2 separate regions of the Mus musculus genome follow, and region 1 is linked to region 2. Evidence: chromatin contacts called from public promoter capture Hi-C data. All regions are on one chromosome and are shown on one strand. Each heading gives the region's core, a stretch centred on a gene start, on an enhancer-like site or on the middle of the called end of the contact. The rest is flanking DNA. Distances are from core to core; before and after follow the strand shown.

What was found. Capture Hi-C pulls out chosen DNA fragments and counts their contacts.
Region 1: a promoter capture Hi-C map of liver shows a contact between it and region 2. The contact joins two enhancer-like sites. A contact is called at or near these places in 12 of 115 datasets of contacts at active chromatin or transcription factors (bone marrow-derived macrophages, cardiomyocytes, craniofacial prominence and 8 more) and 4 of 9 other capture datasets (adipose tissue, embryonic stem cells, liver and 1 more).

The regions. Positions count from the first base shown.
Region 1 is chr4:150,483,075-150,487,983 of GRCm38.p6, forward strand. The region is part of intron 7 of Rere (arginine glutamic acid dipeptide (RE) repeats); the gene reads left to right. Among named protein-coding and RNA genes, the nearest start is that of Gm52709, 18 kb to the left of the region's middle. Within about 2 kb of position 3,192, at least 103 of the 459 cell types and tissues checked have an H3K27ac peak or open chromatin away from gene starts, as enhancers often do. A contact at or near this core is called in liver, where this site is marked.
Region 2 is chr4:150,301,336-150,306,396 of GRCm38.p6, forward strand. All of the region lies in intron 1 of Rere (arginine glutamic acid dipeptide (RE) repeats), which reads left to right. Among named protein-coding and RNA genes, the nearest start is that of Rere, 22 kb to the left of the region's middle. Within about 2 kb of position 1,591, at least 14 of the 459 cell types and tissues checked have an H3K27ac peak or open chromatin away from gene starts, as enhancers often do. A contact at or near this core is called in liver, where this site is marked.

The sequences.
Region 1 (4,909 bases), core at 1,942-4,441, 180 kb after region 2:
TGCCCTCTTCTGGTGTGTCTGAAGACAGCAACAGTGTATTCATATAAATTAAATTAATAAATCTTCCAAATAAAATTGGGGTAGGTATGTAGTTCAGTGGTAGGGTATTAAACTAGCAACACATAGGCAGTATGTTCAGTCCCTAATGCCACAGTAACAAAGAAAACAACACACCCCCTTCCCTGCACGCTAGGAATGCACCTAGTCAAAGAAGTAAAAGACCTTTACAATGGAAAAATGTAACACTACCCCAGGGCCAGGTGTGGTGGTGCACGCCTTTAATCCTAGCACTTGGGAGGCAGAGGCAGGCGGATTTCTGAGTTCGAGGCCAGCCTGGTCTACAAAGTGAGTTCCAGGACAGCCAGGGCTACACAGAGAAACCCTGTCTCGAAAAAAACAAAAAACAAACAAACAAATCATTAAAAAAAAGAACACTACCTTAGGCCTGGAGAACTGACTCTTTTAAGAGCACATGAAGCTCTGCCAGAGGCCCTGAGTCAGTGTCCAGCCTCTGTAACTCCAGCTCCTGAGGGTCTGATGTCCTCTTCTGGTCTTCATGGTTACCCAAGCGTACACATAGAGACACAGATAAATGACAATTAATATGCAAATATAATACAATTATTTTTTTTAAACCCACTAAAGACACTTAGAAGAAAAGACCTCCAATGCTTATAAGAATGCGAAATTAATTCTGTGAACATGGCTGTATTCCTAAGAGCAGTCTAGAAATAGTTTTTTTTATTCCCTTCCATTGATATTCTTTATAGAACTAAATAAAGGTGATCTTAATATTTATGTGGAAGCACAAGTATCTCAGGTAACTAACGCAGCCCTGAACAGAAAGCTTTAACAGCTACGGGAGGGAGGGAGGGAGGGATTGTGTACCTTACTTAAGCAGACCCAGAGCCATGGAACCACAGCAGCATAGTGCTGCTCAGAGACTGGTCTTTCCCAAAGATGCAGAACATAGACGTGGAGAAGAAAGAGCCTCCTCACACAAAAGGTGCTGCTAAGACTAGATAGATACCCAATGTGGAGAAGGGTGAGTCTAACCTGTCTCTCATATCATACAAAAGTCATCCAGTGCACATAAAAATTCCTGTGTAAGACCTGGAGCTGAGAAGGACTCCAGTAGCTCAATAAATAATCAAAACTGACAACTAGTGTTCCATGGGATAAGATTCTTTTGCACAGCAAAGGAAGCAGTCTTAACAGTGGGAGCAGAGAACCTCTGCTTAGTCTACGTTTTACAGGGAATTACTATGGAGACAAACATCGTGTGCTTTTTTTTTAATGAAAGCTAGAGGTGCAGAGTGTGGGAGAGAGCGATGAGTAGGGGGAGGGACGGGGTAAGGAATGCCAGAGCATAATGGGAATAAAGGAGACAAGTGCCACCCACCCACTCATTCTATCATATGTAAAATCTAAAGTTTTCCAAATGTATAAAGGACACAAACGTAGCGGGCAGGAAGGACCTAAAGGGAGGGTACACATTGGACTCTAGCTTTGACTAATGTAAATCTGTTTATAGGTCAAAGCAAAAGAGGGAGCATGTGGGAGAAGGAAGGGTCCAGCAGGAGAACAGAGAAAGGTAGAGAGGGCTAACCTAGGTAGAGACCAGTGATAGACCCTGGAGCCAGGGGCAGGTAGATCTTCAAGGCCGGTCTGGTCTATAGAATGAGTTCCAGGACAGACAAGGCTACACAGAAATCCTGCCTTAAAACCATTTCCCCAAAAGAAAGAAATTTCAGCTCAGAGATCTTGGTAAACAAAACCAGTTAAACCTACTATGTAGTCAGCCAAAACACTAGAGTCTTTGGTTGAGCTGCAATAAATATCTTAGCCACGTCTCAGTTCTATGTCTTTTTTATGGTCCTGATTTGTTTCAGCTAGTACTTCATAACCGTTTAACCGACTGCTTCATCTTTCAGTTAAGAGCCCTAGGAAGGATTCTCTCCTTAGAGCCCAGCATGCCTGCCTTCTAGTCTCATGCTAGCACTTTATTTTGTGTCTATCCATAAGGTATTCTCTTCCTGGGCTTTGTTTTGCATCTGTCATGTGAAAGTGGGCATTGTGAACTCTGAAAGTGGTGTTTTGTAACTTCTTGGTAATTATAGGCATTGTTGCATAGCTTCATTGACAAGGTGCTCCATACTTTGATCTCATGGAAGATCTTTGTATAGCTTTGGGGATGAGCTACATCAGCATTTCCTTGGTTACTATCCTGTCTGAAAAGCCTTCAACAACATAGCACAAAGCCCAGATCTTCTTATTTCAGTAACTTTTGCCAGAAAACATAAACATCTTCAGATATTGAAAAAAAATATTTAAAAGCCTGTAAATTCAGAGCTGGGTTCCATATATGAACCTGACTAGGAAGTATATCTTTGGTTCATAGTGTGAGGCATTTAGGTCAGGCTTGTCGTTGGTCTCCAGGGAAGCCTGCTTGTGACCCTAAAGTGTCAAGAAGGAGATAATATAAAAAGCAGACTCATGCCAGTGATGCCCCATGTCAGAAATATATGTAAGAAGTTTTAGGAGGGATGTACCCTAGTGCAAGATTGTGGAAGATGGCTGCGGGTAAACTGTCTGTGAATGTTGAGCTTTGCTCTTAGAAATGACAGGACATTGAAAGAACAATTCACCACCAACCAAGATAAAAGAAACAGCAAGTGCCGCAGCCACCACAGTCCAGTGCCAGTGTGAGCAAGTGTGGGGAGAAGCAGTGTCCGTGCCAGTGTGAGCAAGTGTGGGGAGAAGCAGTGTCCGTGCCAGTGTGAGCAAGTGTGGGAAGAAGCAGTGTCCAGTGCCAGTGTGAGCAAGTGTGGGGAGAAGCAGTGTCCAGTGCCAGTGTGAGCAAGTGTGGAGAGAAGCAGTGTCCAGTGCCAGTGTGAGCAAGTGTGGAGAGAAGCAGTGTCCAGTGCCAGTGTGAGCAAGTGTGGAGAGAAGCAGTGTCCAGTGCCAGTGTGAGCAAGTGTGGAGAGAAGCAGTGTCCAGTGCCAGTGTGAGCAAGTGTGGGGAGAAGCAGTGTCCAGTGCCAGTGTGAGCAAGTGTGGAGAGAAGCAGTGTCCAGTGCCAGTGTGAGCAAGTGTGGGGAGAAGCAGTGCTGAGCTGTCCAGGGCGCAGCTCTCTGGAGAGCCAGCCCCACTTGGAGCTGTTGTTTTGTTTTTCAAAATGCAGATGAGCTGGAAGAAAGAGGAAGTAGGTAGCCTGCTTGCCTTCTCCCTCAGGGGAGCTGTCACAAGCTGCCTGTCTTAGCCAACAACAAAATGTCAGAAAAACACACACAGGGGACGATCTGCCAGTCACCTGTTTACCTCTTGAGGAGGAACAAGCCAGGATCCCTCCTGGGGTCAGAAGAAGACACTTGGGTTGCATGCCATCATTGTCACCCAGGGCAGCTAATGAGACCCAAACAATAATTTTGAAAATAAGATTTTCTTGAGTTGGAGTAACTTTTTATGTAATAGTAACTTTTTCCTGTGTGTAGCTATTAAGTTCTTTCCCGTCGTAACGAGTTAGCCTCTTGTATGTGAAAGAGTTTCTTTGATGCCCGGCTCCATTTCAGCAGCTCTGCGCTGTCTAAGCGCAGCAGCAGGTCTAAGGAAATGCTCTTCCGCCCCGTCGCCCTGTTTTCATGTGTTGGGACAAAGGGAAACTATTTCAGATAAATCTGCTTATGTGTTCTCTCTCTGAACTTAGGAAATTTTACATTTTTGAGAGAGCCTCTGAACTTTGGGTGTCCTACCTCCTTGAATTCGAGGGTTGCCTGGCACATGTGGTCCTCAGGATCAAACCCAGGGCTTCATGCATGTTGGGCAAGCACTCTTATAACTGAGTCTCACCTTCAGCCCTGTGACTGAGGTGTGCTGTATTTCTGCAGAAAATGTGTAGATTCCTCAGCTTAGAACTCATGTTGTCTCACAGGATGAACAGGGCTCTGCACATGGTACCGAGCACCATGTCCTGCTCTAAGAATCTGTAAGAACTCATGTTCTTGGAAAAGATTTTCGTTTTTTGACTCCATTCCATTTCTGAGAAACAGTTGGTCCTGTCCTTTTTTCCAATCTTTTATGTTTTGAGGGAATTTTGTGATGTTTCTTTAAGTTATAACTGAGTGGTGTAAAGATCATTTAGTTTGCAGGCGGGAGTAACCTGCGTACCTGCTATTTCATAATGATAAACAGTGCTTTGTGGGAGGCGAACGCTGGATGGGTAGACAGGCTTGTTCTGCAGGGTTTTACCAGGGCCTCTCTTGGCTGCTCTGTGGGCAGGGTGACTGAGTACTTTGGTCCTCAGTATTGCTGTAGTGAGATGGACTTGTTACATGGCTTTAGAAATCTTTCAAAATGAGTTTTAATAGATTTAGGTTTATAGATAGTGTTGTGCGAGAATGAATCAGGGCACTTGAAATGTTTTGTTTGTTTGTTTGGTTGGTTGGTTGGTTGGTTGGTTAGTTGTTTTTTTGTTTTGTTTTGTTTTTCCAAGTATGCTGAGGTGTTTATAGTGGATGGTCTTTAGGCATTTGGGGGGAGGGGCATATGCATGCACGTTCACTTAACTGAGGGGGGGTTAGTGTCAGCCAACCATTATGGTTCATGCTAGGTTAGTGCTCTGCTGCTGAGGTTATTTCCCCCCCCCCCCCCCATCCTTGATCTGAACCTTGTTGCTGTTTTTATTGTTTCAGTTCATTCTTGGAGACCTGGCTGGGCTCATATTAATTACCTTAGAGGATGCTGTAATTTAATCACTTGGAGATTTGGGGGTTCTTTTTGCATGAAGTATGGCATTCCTTGTGTGCTGTATTAGTGCTGTCTCCATTGTGGCCATACCTATGTGGCTAGCTTGCTTGTTTGGTCTTTTTGTCAAGTGCGTTTTCAAAAAGACATGTGTTTAGTTGCTTCTC
Region 2 (5,061 bases), core at 341-2,840:
TGATTCCTTTGTGAGCCACACAGATATCTTGTGTGGGAAATAGTTTGTAAGTGGTTTGTCTGTTACTGGAGTCGGCTGTATGTGTCCTCTGGCATCAGCTCCTGTGTCACGGAGTGCTCTAGCAGCTTTGCTTAACTGCTCAGTGATCCCATACAGAGGAGACTCCCCGCACTGTGTCACACTCTGATGTGAGTGCCAGGTGTAGTGGCGCACACCTTTTGTCCCAGATCCTGGGAGACAGGCAGATAGAGCTCTGTGAATTCAAGGCTAGCCTTGTCTACATAGTGAGTTCCAAAATAGCCAGAGCTACATGGTGAGACCCTGTCTCCAGGAATAAAAGAAAAACGTTGTTTGTCGAGTCCTGTCAGAAATGGTTTACTGTTAACTGATGAAAACTAAGCATCTAACCCCCTTTCCTTTGTTGGTAACTAAATATTTAGTTACCAATTCTTTTTATTAGTAAAATATCCTTAAAATTGTGTGTCTTGACATTTTCGTGTGTTTTTATTCCTTTCTACTTGTTATTTATTTTTAAAAAGGACTCTATTTTAAGATTAAGTGTAGCTGGGTGTGGTGGCGCACACCTTTGATCCCAGCACTCAGGAGGCAGAGGCAGGCGGATTTCTGAGTTCGAGGCCAGCCTGGTCTACAGAGTGAGTTCCAGGACAGTCAGGGCTACACAGAGAAATCCTGTCTCGAAAAACCAAAGGGAAAAAAAAAAGATTAAGTGTGTGTATGGGGGTGGACGGCGTGCATGTATGTATGTGTGTGTGACACAGCTGCCTCTGCAGGCCAGAGAGAGGCCTTGGAGCCCTGGAGCTTTTGAGCTGTGCCACTGGGGATGAGAGTGTCTTCAGCACTTCTGAAAAGCGCTGTGAGCATTCATTAGACCTCCAGCAGCAAGGTCTTTGGCCGTGGTGACAGGGAAAGGGCGTGGCTTTGCTTATACCCTCTTCCACCTTAGCTCGTCATAGGAAGATTGAAGACGATTCTGACTTACACTGCGGTCATTGGCATGATTATATAGATCATTGCTGCAGCATAGTATTTAACTACATTTGTACATAACTCTGTTTGTACTTTGGAGGCTGTTCACTCACTCAGAGGTTTATCCACAAATAAAAATAGTTGGCCAAAATGAAAAGAAACTTCTAGTGTAACATGCCCATTTGAGGTTGAGATAGTATTTTGCTAGATGTGCTGTTGATTAGAGATGAGAAAAATCAGTTTTAAAAAAAATATTAATTTTATGTATAGTGAATGTTTTGCCTGCAAGTATGTTTGTGTATTACACGCATGTAGTGCTTTTGGAGACCAGAAGAGAGTGTTGGGTTCCCTGGAGCTGGAATTCAGATGGTTGTGAGCTGCTATGTGGGTGTTAGGAATCAACCCTGGTTCTCTACAAGAGTGGCAAGTGCTCTTAACAACTTAGCCTTCGTCCAGCCACAAATTACTTTACAAGCAAGTAGACAAACCAACCACTGTATATATTTATGTATTATTGAAGGTTTACTGTCCTGAGCGTGACAGCCCCTGTGCTTTACAAGAAGCTTGGCGAGCCTCCTCGTGGAAATGCAAGGTCCAGAGTCCATTTTCACCTGGGCAGGGCTTGGTGTATGGGCCTGCACTCTGCTTTCTTAGCTGCTACATGACATGAGGACAGCAGCGCATAAGTACAGGAGCGGCTGGAGAGATGGCTCGGTGACTCTAGGTGTCTTCTCTTACTGCTCTCTAGCACAGTTTTTAAGGCAGGATCTCACCGATTTTGAAGCTCACTGACTGGGTTAGACTAGCTGGTCAGCAAGCCCAGGGGTCCACAACTTTGTAAGGTTGGTTCTGTCCTTCCAACTTTAGGTTAGTTCTGGGGATCAAAATCAACTTACCAGGCTTGCTTGCATATGTCATTAGGCTTCTGGGCTATCTCACTAGTTTCTCCTCAGACTTCTTGGTTTTTTTCTCAGACCAGAGAGAGATCTCAAAGGAGGCTGGGGGCAGGGTTCATATATTTCATTCCGGCCTTGAGCTTTTACTTCCATTTCCTAAGTGCTAGGATTATATATTTACACCTCCCTCATACTGTCAGTTTATGTGGTACTAGGAGTTGGATCCAGGGTTTTCTCTAAACCTAGACAACCACTCTAGTCCAACTGAGCTATATAATACAACCCCTTCTTTTTTGTTTTTGTTTTTGGAGACAGGGTTTCTCTGTGTAGCCCTGGCTGTCCTGGAACTCACTCTATAGACCAGGCTGGCCTCGAACTCAGAAATCCGCCTGCCTCTGCCTCCCAAGTGCTGGGATTAAAGGCATGCGCCACCACCTCCGGCACAACCCCTTCTTTTTGAGACCATGTTTCATGTACTCCATGATGACTTTGAACTAGGGATCTTCTTGGCTTTAGTTTTCTCTCTGGGATTATAGATGCCTTCCACCATGGCTGACTTTCTAAAAGGTATCTTATTCCCAGCATGCATGTGGCTCTGGGCTCAATTTCCAGAGGAAAAGCAAAGCAGTTTAGGAGAGTGATAAAGCCTTTTCTGTCTCTGCCAACATCTCCAGGTATGGGTCTAGTCCCAGAACTCTGTAAAGGTGTTGTTTGTGGAGAAATATGGTGGGAGATGGCGGTATTAATAGATTGAACTAAAAATGAGAATAGGTTGCCTCAGTTAGGTTCATACAAATACAGAGAGAGCTAGAGGTAACTGAAAGACTTTGGGTTTGAGTTTCAGTGGGGACACTGAGGAATACTGGTATTTGGATAAGAGACTTACTAAAGGAGCTATTAGCTCCATAGATCTTTAGATGGCACCATGGTGGGTTCTGAGGAGAGATCAGGTCTACATGGCAATGAGGACTCTTTCTCTCCTGTACCACGTGATTGGTCCATGCTATACACTGGCAGTCAGGCTTCTCTGACTTCAGATTGGCAGGGGAGAAAGCCTTTTAGCCTGGGGTCTGAGTGTAGACTTATCTGTAAGGGTGGGGAGAGCAAGAGTCTGGAGAACAAGGTACTCCTGCCTTACTACAACATGGCTCCGGAGAGAATACAGACTCCCCATTCTAGTCAAGCCTGAAAAAGGAAACACAGAAGCCCCCCCCTCGTTCCTTTTCCTTCTGGGAGTCAAGAGTCAGGATTATTTGTAATTCAAATACCTAGTGGATCCTTAATTGTGTGTGTGTGTGTGTGTGTGTGTGTGTGTATATATACAGATATATATATCTGTCTGTCTGTCTGTGTATGTATATATATGAGACAGGGTTTCTCTGTGTAGCCCTGGCTGTCCTGGAACTCATTCAGTAGACCAGGCTGGCCTAGAACTCAGAGATCAATCTGCCTCTGCTACCCAAATGCTAGGATAAAAAGTGTGTGCCACCACTACCCAGCTTAAATTTGATTTTATTTAAATAATTATTTACTGCTTTGAATGGCCCTGAGTTGGGGAGGAATTGCCTGGTTAATTGCTGGTTCTCACGAGGTGTCCATGTACATCTTTTTACTTTAGGATGTTTGGGTAGTGTCTCTCTTCTGATTTAAGTGATCGTATTCTATCACTCTTTAGAAGAGTGAGTGTGAGTGCTCATAAACTCCTCACACCTGCAAGTCCTTTTTTGCCTACATCTTGTTTGTACAAGTTTCCAGGATGCTGGTTGCCAGCCTTGCTGATATGAGAGTGACTTTGAAACCCAAGGCATCGTTTGAGGTGATCAAGTGACTGTGGAGGATGGAAATGTGAAGGCTGCAAAACATTTACAGAGTACCACATGCTGTCAGTGTTGTAGCTGCTCAGCTCTGAGCCTTTGGGATTCTTTAGCTTTTGATGCAGCTGTCATGACTGCGGGCCCTGTCCCTAACTGTGCTTCTCACCATCGTGGTTCACTTTATGCTCCTGTATAAAAATAGATCCTTGCTTTTTTATGTTCTCACCCTTCACAGCTTCTTCAGACCCTCTTAACTTTGAGGCAGATGCTTGGTGTAAGACACCACTAAAAAGCAGTTGATGTCTAGAGGGAGCGCTGATGGCCTGAATGTTGCTAAAGCAAAGGACAGATGAGTTTGACCTGTTTGCACTCAGTATCTGAAGGAAGATGCAAGATGCTTTCTTTAGCAAAAACTTGAGTGACACTGAGTTGCACCACCTACTCTCTGAGGTTTTCTGCTCTGTGTGGTGACGGTTGTCTTCTGGCGGGTGATTGCTTAGATGCAACAGTGTATGTATTTACTACTGAAGCCACAGCACAGTCATCATGGAATCTCCTTTTACAGAGTTGATGGTGGAGCACTTTAACCTCCTGCCTATGGTGTAACTGAAAAAGCAGTGGTAGCCATGGAACGTCATTGTTCACAGAAAGTCCTGCTGGCCTCTTGAATTAGAGGTCAGTGCTTAGAATTTTTGGTTTGAGTGGTCAGTATAAGAAGGGTCTGTAAACTGGGTAGTGGTGGTGGCGCACGCCTTTAATCCCAGCACTTGGGAGACAGAGGCAGGCCAGTCTCTGAGTCTGAGGCCATGGAGGCCAGTCTGGTCTTCAGAGTGAGTTCCAGGACAGCTTGGGCTACACAGAGAAACCCTGTGTCGAAAAACTAAGAGTGTGAGAGGAAGAAGGGCCTGTAAAGTAATGGTGAGGCAGGAGGATCAGGAATTTAAAATTATCCTTAGCTACATAGCAAGTTAGAGGCCAGTTGGGCAACATGTGACCCTGTCTCAAAAAAGCAAAGCAAAAACATTTTTTCCCTATAAGTTTTCACTTGAGTGAGGTTTCCTTTAGCTACACTGCACTATTGGGATTATACTTTGCCTCCTGTGCCAGAGGAGCACATAAATTCAGTACTGACATCTGTAGTTTCTAAAAAACAAAAAAACAGCTGGACACTGAATGATGTCTGGTTTAGTCTTCAGTCCAGGACCATTCAGGCTACAGGTATTGGTTATGTACCTTTCAAATTTAATGCTGAATGTAGCAGATTATAAAAAAAATAAAATAAAAGTTAGTACCTTTGGCCTTACAACAGAAAAGGAAAGGGCTGCAGGAATGCAACATTGAATGCTGTCCAGGACAGAGACAGC